2 separate regions of the Sus scrofa genome follow, and region 2 is linked to region 1. Evidence: chromatin contacts called from public promoter capture Hi-C data. All regions are on one chromosome and are shown on one strand. The core of a region is the stretch at or near the end of the contact, and the rest is flanking DNA. Distances in the headings are between cores, read along the strand shown. Region 1 holds the start of FBXO5 (F-box only protein 5). Region 2 holds the start of RMND1 (required for meiotic nuclear division protein 1 homolog).

Region 1 (5,999 bases), core at 1,024-3,523:
AACTGCACAAAGTTTGACCTTTTATAATTTATCTTTAGAGCTATTCATTGCTAAATAATTAAGTTCTACAATCTCCAATAACTGTAAGATAACCAGCATGTGCCCAAAGTTAGGTATGGCTATTCCTTAAGAATGTAAGAGAGCCCTAAGGCTTGGCCGCCATAAACTGCAAATCAGCCATAATTCCTAAGAGAAAATTTTAGAAAAGTCTACTTTCAGAAGTATTTGAATGCATTAAATATTTTTTTCCATTTCTTCAAATTTGTAAACAGGGGGGGAAAAATCCATGGGACAGCAACATTCTCTTGAGAGGAAAGGTAGTAGAGAACTAGAATTAAACAATCAAAAAAATCCCTTCTGAATGCCACCAGGCTTCAGAATTTTACAGACTTATGAACAGACTTCTAGAAATAGACTTAATCTGTTAAAAATTATTTTTCTTTCTTGAGGCTTCCAGATCCTTTTTCTGAAGAAAGGGGCATCTTTCAGTGATTACTAAATACCCAATATCAAGTGGCTAATTTCTAAAATTCTTTGGTAATTTCTGAGGTAAAATGAATGCATTTGGATCTCTTTCAGAGATAGCAACAAAGAGGATAAAACTAAGTTTATTTGAGTGCCTTCCTTTCCAAGAGTTGAGATAAAAGATTAGCAGTTCAGGAGCACAGGAAAAGAATAACTAATCCTTCAACTCTCAGATCTTCCCAAATTCTTCAAAATCGCCTAAATTTGGACAAACTCACGTTTTTGTATTAAAAAAATGCATTTTTTTCCTCTCTTTTTGACTCCAGGCCTTGAGACTGAGTCATCGGGTAAAACGGAAAAAGGAGAAATTGAACGTTTTTGTTTGGAGGTCCCAACGGAGCCTGGCCCGATGAGGGGGGTCCCTCCATTTGGCGGGAGTAGGTTGGGGGAGACCCTGGAAATCCTGAGGGGTTGGAGGGGTGGCCCTCAGGGCGCGGGCCCTGCGGAGGAGGCGGGAGGTAACAGCGAGCACGATCTCCCGCGCCCGCCAGGAAGACTGAGGTGGCGAAAACCCGGGGGAACCGCCTTCGGACCTGGGGGTGCGGGGCAGACGCGGGAAAGGGGCGCAGCAAGCGGGGGTCGGGCGCCAGGCCTGACCCTGGGGGCCGCCGGCTCGCGGGCCCTGTCAGAGCCTTAGCCCCGCGGTGGGGTGGGGGAGGGGAGAGGGGGCGCATTTGGCGCCCAGGACCGCGGGGTGGAGGTAGGTGGCCCTGCCCAGGGAGAAAGGGCAGCCAGGGAGGCCCCCACCCGCACCTCCCCGGGACTTGGCGCCCAAGGTCGGCGTGCACCGCGGGCCCCAGGCCTCCTCCATCCCGCCTCGGCACATCTGCTTCCCCGCCCGGGACCTTAGCCTTCTTCCTCGTCCCGGGACCCACCGTCGCCACCTGTCCGGAGCCCGGCGAGGGGCTGCATGGCCGGACTCGGGAGGGAGTCAGGTCCGGGTCGCGTGGTTCCCTAGTCTCCCCACCACCGGGCACCCCTCCTTAAAACCAAGCCCCGTTCGCGCCCTCTCCTCTCACCCACCGTCCGAGGGGCGAGGGCGCCCGGCAGCTGTCAGGGCGCTGTAGCTGCAGCGGCAGGAACCGGAGGGCGGCCGTGGGGAACAGCTGCAGGGGCGCCGGCTCATGCCAGTGCAAGTGGGACCTGCCTCAGGTGAGAAGGAGCTGCTACCACTGCGGAGGAGTAGGCGGTCCGCTTCACAGGGCTCTAGCTTCTAAAAGGCGCCAGCTGGTACTTTTAAAATCTTTGAATTTGGTGCCCAAATCCGCAGGGCCCAATGGGGAGCGCCGCTCACACGCGCGCTCCAATGGGAGGAGGGTGGGAGGGGATCCCTTCACCCACGCCCAATTGGAGGGAGCCGAGGCGGGGCCGGGTCGCGAGGCCCAACCTCCTTCCTTCCAGCCGGCCCCGAGCGTCCGGAAAGATGCTGCGGCTGGGGGCGGGGCCGGGGCGGGGCCTCGGAGCGCGGGGTAGGCCTCCCGCGGCCTGCACGTGGAGGTAGCCTACCACGCATGCGCGCTCCCGCCAACCTCCCCTCTGCAGTCTGGTGCACCGGCCTCCTGTGGGTCCGAATTTCATCCTGAAGGCAGCTGCGGCTTCTGTCTGAGGATCTACGATGGGTACAAAGGATAGCCGACTTCCTCTGGTCATCTCACGAGCAGGCGTTTGGTGAGCGGCGACTCCGGTCGTCCGGGAATGCAGACTTTCCGGAAGACGAGCCCTCCCCCCAGCCCTACTTAGCCCGCCTCTCTAGGATTTAGGCGCGCTCCTCTCTCCCTCCTAGTTTCGCCCCTCCCCCTGCTCGGTGCTTTTGCGCAGGCGCTTTTGGCGGGCGGCGGCTGTGGAGTTGGCGGGTCGGCGCTTGCGCGCTGGGGTACCCCGCGGTTCTCTCCTGGGGAACCCAAGGTGTGGGGCCGCGTACCTCCAGGTGCGGTGGGCTGTCTCACCCGCCTGTTGGCGGGAGATCTGAACCTGGGTCTCCCTGGAGCCTTCCGGTGGGCGTGAGGCTAGGACAGAGTTACTTTTTTCATGTAAGCGTATTTATTTGTTTCCAGCCACAGTTCCCCAGCTACCATTATTTTGTTACGGACGTTAAGCTTATTAAATTTATATCTCCAGTACTCTCTTGGGTTTCATTGCTTTTCCTCAAGGGCCGAGCGCCAGAATGAAGGAGTCAATCAATCCATCAGTCATCCTGCCTTGGGAGTTCTAATTCCCACACCCAGGGGCCACAAACTCCTGGCCATGATTGTCTAGTGATGGGGTGAAGGATGAAAGTATTAATTATTAAGTCTTCGATGACAAGTTGTATCATATTTTTGTCATGCTATACTTTCATTGTGCGCTTAAGTGATGGCAGTGCAATCTCGACCTACCTTTGGGTCACAACGCAGTGAAGTCACAGGATGTAAGTCCGAATTCCCGTCTTTTGCAGTTTTCCCTCTTTCGCTTTTCTTCAGCCTTAGGGAGAGTTAATACTTGGCTTGTGGTATGTGAAGCAGGTCTGGGAACCAGATGAATCATGCCAGTGCTGAGTGGATCCTGTCTTTATGTGAAGCTTTTTTTTTTATTTTTTAGATTGTTTCATTAAATTAGTATTTTTCTTGATGGTTTAAATTTTTGGCATCCCTTTAAATTTTGCACCTGAGTCATTTGTCTCTCACTGGAGCCTGGTCCTCGTGCTAGGTTTGGACTTACAGAATTGAAAGGACAAAGTCTTGACTTTTGGGGGGTTTACATTCTAATGGGAAAGAAATTGGCAATTAATTCATTTCATTAAATTAAAGAGGCATATAAAACAATTTAAAAGGGTAGAGAATAGGTATAAGGGGCTTGGTTAAGGACTTTGGGTGGGTGGTCAGAAAGGTTTCTGAGGCTTTGGGCTAAGATCAGAATGTTGAGCTGGTAATGCAGAGACACGAATGTCCTTGGCTTGTTCCAAGGCTGGAAGGAAGTCTAGAGCCTATGGATCGAAAGACTGTAGGAGCTGAGGTCACAGAGGTAGAGGCCAGATCCTGCAGGACTTAAGTTGGTTTACATGTAGAGTTTAGTTTCTTTTCTAGCAGTCCGTAACTGTTGGAGGGATTTTAGCTAGGGAGTGATTTGTTGAATGAATATTAAAACTATGGTTGCTTTTCTATCTACTAGGCACTTTGTAAATGTTAGCCTTTAATTCTCATAATAAACTTAGCATTTGCATTTTTTGATGGTGCTTAAAAGTTTAAATGCATTCCCACAGAAGCACACAGATAGTAAGCAAAAATTCCAACTCCAATCTTTGGGATAAATCCATGTAGTTTCCTTTATGTTATACTGAGAAGTAATAATTGTGGGAAGCCCACTTGTTTATAGTTTTTATAACTTCCCCATTTGACTTTAGAGCTCATCTTTATTCACCTCTTTTATTTTTAGATGTAGAAAAATATATGAAATTGGAGGGTTGGGGAGGTTCTTTTTAAGTTAGTTGAGCACCTATACGATAACCTTTGAATCTTGACCACAGCTTAAAAGGTGTTCATCAGCAGTTATATTTTAAATTTATTTTCAGAAAAGGGCTAAGATATTGGAAAAACTAAAATTACTATTGTAGTATAAGGTAATATAAAGAGCGAAGCATGTTTTATTCTATGTTGGAATAGTTAGTCTTTTTCTTTAGGTTTTTTGTGGGAGGGGGTTGCTCTTTTTGAGAGCCACACCCACGACATGTGGAGGGTCCCAGGCTAGGGGTCTAATCGGAGCTGTTGCTGCTGACCTGCACCACAGCCACAGCAATGCAAGATCCAAGCCGAGTCTTTGACCTACACCACAGCTCATGGCAATGCAGGATCCTTAACCCACTGAGTGAGGCCAGGGATCAAACCTGAAGCCTCATGGTTCCTAGTCGGATTCGTTTCCCCTGCGCCACAACGGGAACTCCTTCTTTAGGTTTTTTAAGTTACTTAATATTTATTTTAATTGCTAGAGCTTGGATTATGTTGAAATATTATTCTTAACTGATAATTAACTTGTTGACTAGGTTCAGGAGCACATGTTAGTTTCATTTTTAGTGAGAAATTGAGAAAGGGCCATTCCCTGTTTTGCTAGAAGTCAGCAGATGCGAATGCCTCTTTCTGCGATCGGTAACAGAATTGTTGAATTTTTAGGTGCTAAATAAGTGCAGAGAGAATTGCCCTTATTCTTTCAGCAAATCCTTATTGCAGGCCTGTAGCGTGCAAGACATTGTGGAGTGTCTGGAAATAACTGGGATGTGGTACCTGCCCCTACTCTCTGGGCCTGCCCCATGATGGACATAGCAGATGCTCAGTAAGAAAAACCTCTGAATAAAAACATCATGAGTACAGGGGGGAGGTGATAAGATGTACAAAACATAGATATAATGGAACACTGGAGTCAAATACATCTAGTTACAGTGGTAATTTAGATAGAACAGAGGAGTTACTTCTGTATGCCAAGATACAGGACAGAGTTTCTCCACCTTGGCACTATTGACATTTTGGGCCAGATAATTCTTTGTTATGGGGCTATTCTGTGCACTGCACTGTGTTTAGCAGCAACCTTAGGCTCTAATTCCCCCTCCAAGTTGTGATAAGTGTCTCCAAATACAGCCAAATGTCCCTTGGGGAGCATGTTTGCCTCTGAATGAACCACTGCTCTTGGGGATGTCTTTTAAGGGAACAGGGAGGAGGGAGACCTTACCTGGCATAAGGAACAAAATGGGGGTGAACTCAAGCGTGGGAGCATTTATCAGGAAAAATTCATTTGATGTGATATAAGGGGGGTGGTGTGTAAAGTAGGCTGATATGAAATGATGCTGGATAGGAGTGTGTTGCATGCACACTTCAGCGTTGGAGTTTTATTTGGGAGAGAGTGGGAACCTATTAAGTTGTTGAGCAGAAGCGAGACAAGATCAGAGCCTTGCGTTTTAGGAAGATGAACCTGGCGGTTATGTGTGTGTGACCTGAATGAGGATGAAGGAAAGAAGTAATTCTGGACCAGAGAAGTGATGAAATCTGTGACCATTAGAGTGTCGAGCAGGAGTTAGCAGTAAACTGCATATGAGGAAAAGAAATGAAAGGTGACTACTGTTTAAACTTGAGAGAGGGACAGTGGTAGTGCCTTTAAAGAAATTGAGATTACTCAAGGAGAAACAAGTTATAGAGGAATATGACAAATTTCATTTTCTAGCTTTGAGTTTCAGTTAACTGATGTCAGAGGCCATTCTGAAATAAGGTTCATTTTTGGTTCTTTCTGAATGGTACACCAGATTTCTATAAAAATACCTTTAAATAGGAGTTCCCGTCGTGGCTCAGTGGTTAACGAGTCTGACTAGGAACTGTGAGGTTGTGGGTTCAATCCCTGGCCTTGCTCAGTGGGTTAAGGATCCGGCGTTGCCATGAGCTGTGGTGTAGGTTGCAGACGTGGCTCAGATCCCTAGTTGCTGTGGCTGTGGTGTAGGCTGGCACCTACAGCTCCGA
Region 2 (6,084 bases), core at 2,519-5,018, 1.3 Mb before region 1:
TTGTGCAAACTAAATTTAAAGATAAAAGTACGCTAGATTTTGAATTGCCCTAAGGGCTTTCTGTAACATTTGGGGCATAGAATTCCCGTGCTCCACGGTGGCCTTGTCCTAACTCTTGCTGGCTTCTGCATCCATGCAGATCGGTGAGGGGCGTGATTCTTCCACCCCCCTCCCCCTCCCTGAGTGACCATCCCCCCTCAGCCACTCACTCCCCGGGTCACACGTTCCCAGCTGTATCGTGGCCATCAGGCACACGTGGCTATTGAGCACTGGAAACGTGGCTCAATAAAATTAAAAAAAAATTTTTTTGGTACCTTGTCTTTTATACCTAACATAAGAAAGTAAAATATCTTGATAATTTTTATATTGATTACTTGTCTGAAATAACCTTTTTAGATACATTGGGCTACATAAATTAAAATTAACTTCACCTCTTTATTTTTTACCTTTAAAGCGTCTGGAAAACTTAAAAATGCCCTGCGTGGCTTGTACCGAATTTCTGTTGGAGAGTTCTGCTCTAGACCTGCTACTGCCAGTAACTGCAACCTCACATTCTCCATCTCAAGCATTCCACTCTCCAAACACCACCTCTCATCTTTCAAACTCACTCCTTCTATTACCCAATTCCAACAATTCTTCAACCCCAACAGGACCTACAATTCAATGATCCAACCACCTTTTCACTGTCCCCACTTCACTTCCTCCACACTTAAGAGTCCACGGTCTACCAGTACTCTCTCTCTCTCTCGCTCATACACCTCAAATCTCTTGCACCCCTCTCTCTTCCACGCATCCATGTATATAACATCAACCCAAATTAAATCTAATTCACCCAATTTGTGCCTGGACTTGTGCATCGTAATGTGGATGGAGAGAGACGACCAACCAGGAGAGCGACCAACCAACCAGCTGGTCTCACTTTAAAATCAGGATCACTTCACTCCAGGTGGGCCTTTCAGGATGCTCAACACTCTCTACTACATTTTGCTATTGTATTTTACTCTCTACTCCCTCATCATACCTTCAATGTCTCCTTCTTTCTCATTCTCAATAATGACTCCTCCTTTTTTTCTCTCTAGGGCGGCACCCGAAGCATATGGAAGTTCCCAGGCTAGGGGTCCAATCGGACTCTACACCACAGCCACAGCCATGGCCAGATCCGAGCCGGGGGTGCAACCTACACCACAGCTCATGGCAGCACTGGATCCTCAACCCACTGAAAGAGACCAGGGATCGAACCCACATCCTCATGGATACCAGTTGGGTTCTTGATCCGCTAAGCAGGGAACTCCTCTCGACAGAGATCCTGCTTCCTCCTTTCTTGACAAAACAATTAGAGGTGAACGAACGTCTACCAGCTCTTGCCATTATCCACCTGCCCACTATTGCTTTTGTGCCCACATACTTTGTCTTCCCTTCTACTGCTACAGATGAGGTGCCTGTGGTCCCAGGTACAGCCAGGTCCTCTGACCACCGAAGGCCTGGTTAAGCCCTTCTCCCCTCTCCCTCCCATGCTATTTATTTTTCTCTTCTTACTGGCACATTTCTATTAGCAGAAAACTAGGTTCCAACTTCCTCCATCTTATCCCAACAATTCTCCCTGACCCCATCTTCCCCTTCCATATATACCTTTTCTTTAAGCGTCTTTCCTTTTAGAGGCGTTTTACTCTCTGTCTCCATCTCTCTTTTCTTTTTAACTCACTCAAATCAGGCTTTCATCCCACCTGTCAAGGCCAGCAGTGACCTCCATATTTCTAAGTCCAATGGTTACTTCTCAGTCTTCATTTTACCTGACTTACCAGCAGCATCTGATGCAGCTGATCACTCCCCCCAACCACCCCCATGTGCTTCTAGGGTACCACACTGGCCATTTCCATCCTACCTCACTGGTTGGACCTTCTGTCTCTTTAGCTGGTTTCCCATCCCAAGAATGTAATGCACCAAGGCTCAGTATTTGGGTCACTTTTCTATTCTCAGCTCCTGGTGCTCTTACCCAATCTCATAGTTTTATATACTATCACGCGTTGATGAAGAGCAAATAGTTGTCCCTAAACCACTCGGATAAGCATGACAATGTGCAACATGCTCAAAACTGAGCTTTTGAAAACTTCCTGCACACCCTATTCTTGCCAGAGTCTCTCTGACTCAGGAAATCCCAATCACAGCTTTATCTTTGCTAAAGCCCCAAACCTGCAATCCCCCTCATGCTTCTCTTCACTCTCCATACCCGTGTGTCAGCAAATCCTCCTGGCTTTGTGTGACCTCAGCACCAGCACTGCCACTACCCTGGTCCAAGCCGCTGTCTTTCCCAAGAATCATTGTCACAGCTTCTGAACTTTTTTCTCAGCTCTGTTCTTCAGACTCTTCTCGACACAGCAACCAAACGTCAGTCAAATCACATCTTCCATCTTCATAAAATGTGATGCCAGCCTCATATTTCCCTTGAAATAAAAGCCAAAGACCTTAAAATGGACTGTATGGCCCTCCATCCTCTGGTCCTTTATCATAACCCTAACATCTCCTACAGCTTTCTTCCCTCCTTTATTTTGCTCCAGTCACTCTGGCCTCTGCATCTTTACACTTACTTTGCCTTCCACTCTTCGCCCACATATCTCTAAGCCTCATTCCCTTATCTCCTTCAGACCTTTGCTCCCACGTCTCCTACCCAGTAAAGTCCTCCTTCCCCAACCACTTCATTTAAAATGCACATGAGAACGCACATTCTGGCCTGCTCCACTTTTTATTTCTCCATTGCACTTAACATTACTTGCAAACACTTTGTTTTGTTTTTGGCTTTGCCTGTGGCATATGAAAGTTCCCAGGCCAGGGATCTAACCCAACATCAGATCCTTAACCTCTAGGCCACCAGGAAACTCCAATACTTTGTGTTTTAAATTTATTAAACAAATTATGAACCGAGTTCCTACCCTGTGCCAGACATTGTCCTCCCTGCTAATACAGATGAAAATAAAATAGATAAAAATCCATATCTTTTGAGGCTTACATCACAGTGGGGGGAAGAGAGATAACAGACGTGGTAAATAAAATGTACATGAGAGTGACAATGCTAAAGGGGAAAAAAACAGAAGAGGGAAGGAGATCTTTGTCTCTCTCCTGTAGCACAGAAGTTTCTTGAGGATAAAGATTTGTCTATTGTTCATGCTGCGTCTTCTGTGACCACAGTGCCCAGCACACAGGAGGTAATTCAATTCATATTTTCTGAATGAGATACAAGGCAGCTATTCTGTTCTTGGACACACTGTCTACTTTTTAAGAACAACATACCAACTAAGAACACTGTATCAGCCAGGCTACGATTCAATGGATAAATGGCGCTAATCTTTGCGAGCATGTCTTCCAATGCTTTACGCCGTTCAAAAGTATTTTATCTTTGCAGTTACCGCTTGCATTGGTTCAAAAAAGGGTTCAGTATGTGTGCATTGATGGAGTGCTTTTTTTACTCCCAGCCAAGTCGACCAAAGATCACTGTAATAGGCAAGGGCCATCAACGTACCGGTGAAACCTGTGACGCTAGAGGTTCAGGTCTGCGGGAAGCAAAGGCGGGGAGCGTTATGCCGGGACCGTGCAAGCTCCCAGAACAAGGCAGTGGCACTAACCTCTCCGCCGGAAAAGAAGAGGGACCCGCCAAGGGTGCAAATTTCCGCGACCCCGCCGCAGCCAAGTGTCGCGAGGCAACAGCCAGTATCAACCCGGACCTCCCGCCCCTCCCAGCGCCAGGCAGTGCGCAGGCGCACAGAACTCCAGACGCCGCCGAGCGTAAGGCGCTGGCTCCACGTGACCACAGGACCACGTGACCCCGTGCCACCGTGACCTTTTCCGCTCCCGAGTCCCTGAGACCTCCCGGTCCCTGCTTGCTTCCGCCTTCCGCCCGCTTCCTTATTCCGCTTCTCACGTCGCCCTCAGCTGTCCCCGCCTTCGCCCCCGGAAGATCTCCGCGTCCTCAAGCTGGCCATTGTTTGTCTCTGCTATGGGCACCAAATAAAGTTTTTTCATTCAAAAGCATTTTTTAACCCGCCTCCCTCCTCACCTCAGCTCCTCCCTCGCGCCGGCACCTCCTGCTTTCCTGCGTCTGGTGAAACCCGAGAGTTGGCGCGGGGAACGCGGATGGTGATGGCGGGGCCTCCGAAGTCTCTCTCGGGACAGGACGTAGGGTTCGTGTCGCTTTCCTCGCTCACTCCTCTTCCTCCTCCCCGCTTTTGCGGAAAGCTGGGCCCCATCGGGAGCCGTCGGGCCCCAGCGGGGAAGCGGCGCTGTGCGGTAGGCGCCTGCTCCCCGCCGCCCGCGAGTTCCATCGCACCGTAGGTCCTGCTTTGCGGCGGCGGCGGCTGGGTTTCTAAGGACTCGCGTGGAGGCGAGGGCAGGGCGGCCGCTCGCTGGGCTCCAGGCTCGGATAGGCTTTGTAACTTCTTCCTTGCAGTGATTCGTGATTTCTTCCCTGCCTGCACCGGCACGGACTGCGAACCCTGACTGAAGATCTCCGTTTACCCCGGCGTCTCTGCAGTGATGGTTCGCGGGTTTTTAGCCTTATATTAATTTGTATCAAACAGTTATGTTTTTAAAGCGGTTCGAACTGTGGTTTTTTTTGTTTTTTGTTTTTTTAACTCCCGCATGATTGTCTTGAGAGTGTATGCCCGCTTTTAGAATGTTGCAGCGGCTGGTTTTAATTATATTTTATTTAGTTAATGAACCTACTTTGCAGGGGGTTAAAGTTCTCTACAAAAGCTGGGGGGGGTCCTCAGATCGCTGATCAGATTAATTCATAATCCCACTAAAAAATTACTGTACCTTCTTGCCTTTTAGGCTTCATGTTATAGATTCCATTAAAAATATATCTATCTGTATAAATTGAAAGGCCTAATTTATATTTGAGATATGTCCTTACGGCAAAGTATTGCAAAACCCAAGAACACTTAGAAGAAATTGTACCGGCAGTAGAGGGAGGTGAGAGAGGCACCAGTGTCCCATGATTTAAGCATGTGCTCAGCTTCAGGGTCGTGCAAATATAGGGGTTGTGTGTGTCTAAATACTGAGCCCGGGCGCTCTGCCTTCACTCTAGTGCTGACCTGAGACCTTAGCCTTAGAGATGCAAGCCTCTGGAGACATTTAGTAGGTGGAAAAATAGTAATACTTTCCAAATAAGTAAACCTCAGAGGACTAGCACTTCTTTTTCTATCTGCTGCCTTGGGAAATTCAAGTGTCATTGATTTAGTATTCTTTCTCTTCTTCCAAGGAATTAGTAGTAATTCTTAAAAGTTAAATTCTGATCAGAGCAGTTAACTCTGCATATTAAAATCTACTCGCTGTAAAACACCACAGAATCAGGAAGCATTTTTGCAATTTTCTTTGTTTTATATTTAACATTTGAGGAAGTCTTTTAAAGAAATACTCAAGGTATAATCCTATTTTTTAAAATTTGCAATAAGGTATTTGAGTTTTTAAGAAGATCCCGCATTAAAGTAGGAGATTTGGGCAGCAGTATTTCAACTTACTTTGTTTTTACTTTGCCTCTGGTGATCTGAAGATATAAATGACCTGATCAGCTAAGTTTTGTGCTTTTGATTTAAAAACTGCACAGAATTTCATCACTTACTGAAGTCTTTTTTCTAACTCATTCATGTATTTCCTTAAACTAATTATGATAAAGTGATAATCGTTAAATCTTTTTGGGGGGCTGACATCGTATAGTTTTTTAAATTGAAGTGAAGTTGTCAGTGTTGTATTAATTTCAAGTGTGATAATCTGTACATCTTGATTTTTGTATGTTTAAAATCAGGAATATCTTTAGTTTTTAATTCAAGTATACCCAAGTCATCTCCAGCTTTCTTCATTCTTTGACACTTCTACAAAAATCTCTAATTGGAATTCCATCCTGGCTCAGTGACAACGAATCTGACCAGCATCCGTGAGGACTCAGGTTCCATCCCTGGCCTCACTCAGTGGGTTAAGGATCTGGCGTTACCATGAGCTATGGTGTAGGTCGTAGACACAGCTCGGATCTGGCGTGGCTGTGGTGTAGGCTGGCAGCTATAGCTCCAATTCGAGCCCTAGCCTGGGAACTTCCAT

What was found. Promoter capture Hi-C pulls out the DNA fragments that hold promoters and counts their contacts.
Region 2: a promoter capture Hi-C map of fetal skeletal muscle shows a contact between it and region 1, with 4 times the contacts expected there. The contact joins the promoter of RMND1 here to the promoter of FBXO5 in region 1. A contact is called at or near these places in 2 of 5 promoter capture datasets (fetal liver and fetal skeletal muscle) and 3 of 47 Hi-C or Micro-C datasets (heart right ventricle, liver and skeletal muscle).

The regions. Positions count from the first base shown.
Region 1 is chr1:13,463,235-13,469,233 of Sscrofa11.1, reverse strand. It overlaps FBXO5 (F-box only protein 5), which reads right to left and starts at 2,273. Exons shown (of 5, transcript XM_003121138.4): 1 at 1,549-2,273. The coding sequence starts at 1,651.
Region 2 is chr1:14,793,316-14,799,399 of Sscrofa11.1, reverse strand. RMND1 (required for meiotic nuclear division protein 1 homolog) reads right to left here and starts at 3,768. Exons shown (of 13, transcript XM_005659141.3): 1 at 3,618-3,768; 2 at 2,228-2,441. It overlaps ARMT1, which reads left to right and starts at 4,077. Exons shown (of 5, transcript NM_001243637.1): 1 at 4,077-4,172. The coding sequence starts at 4,126.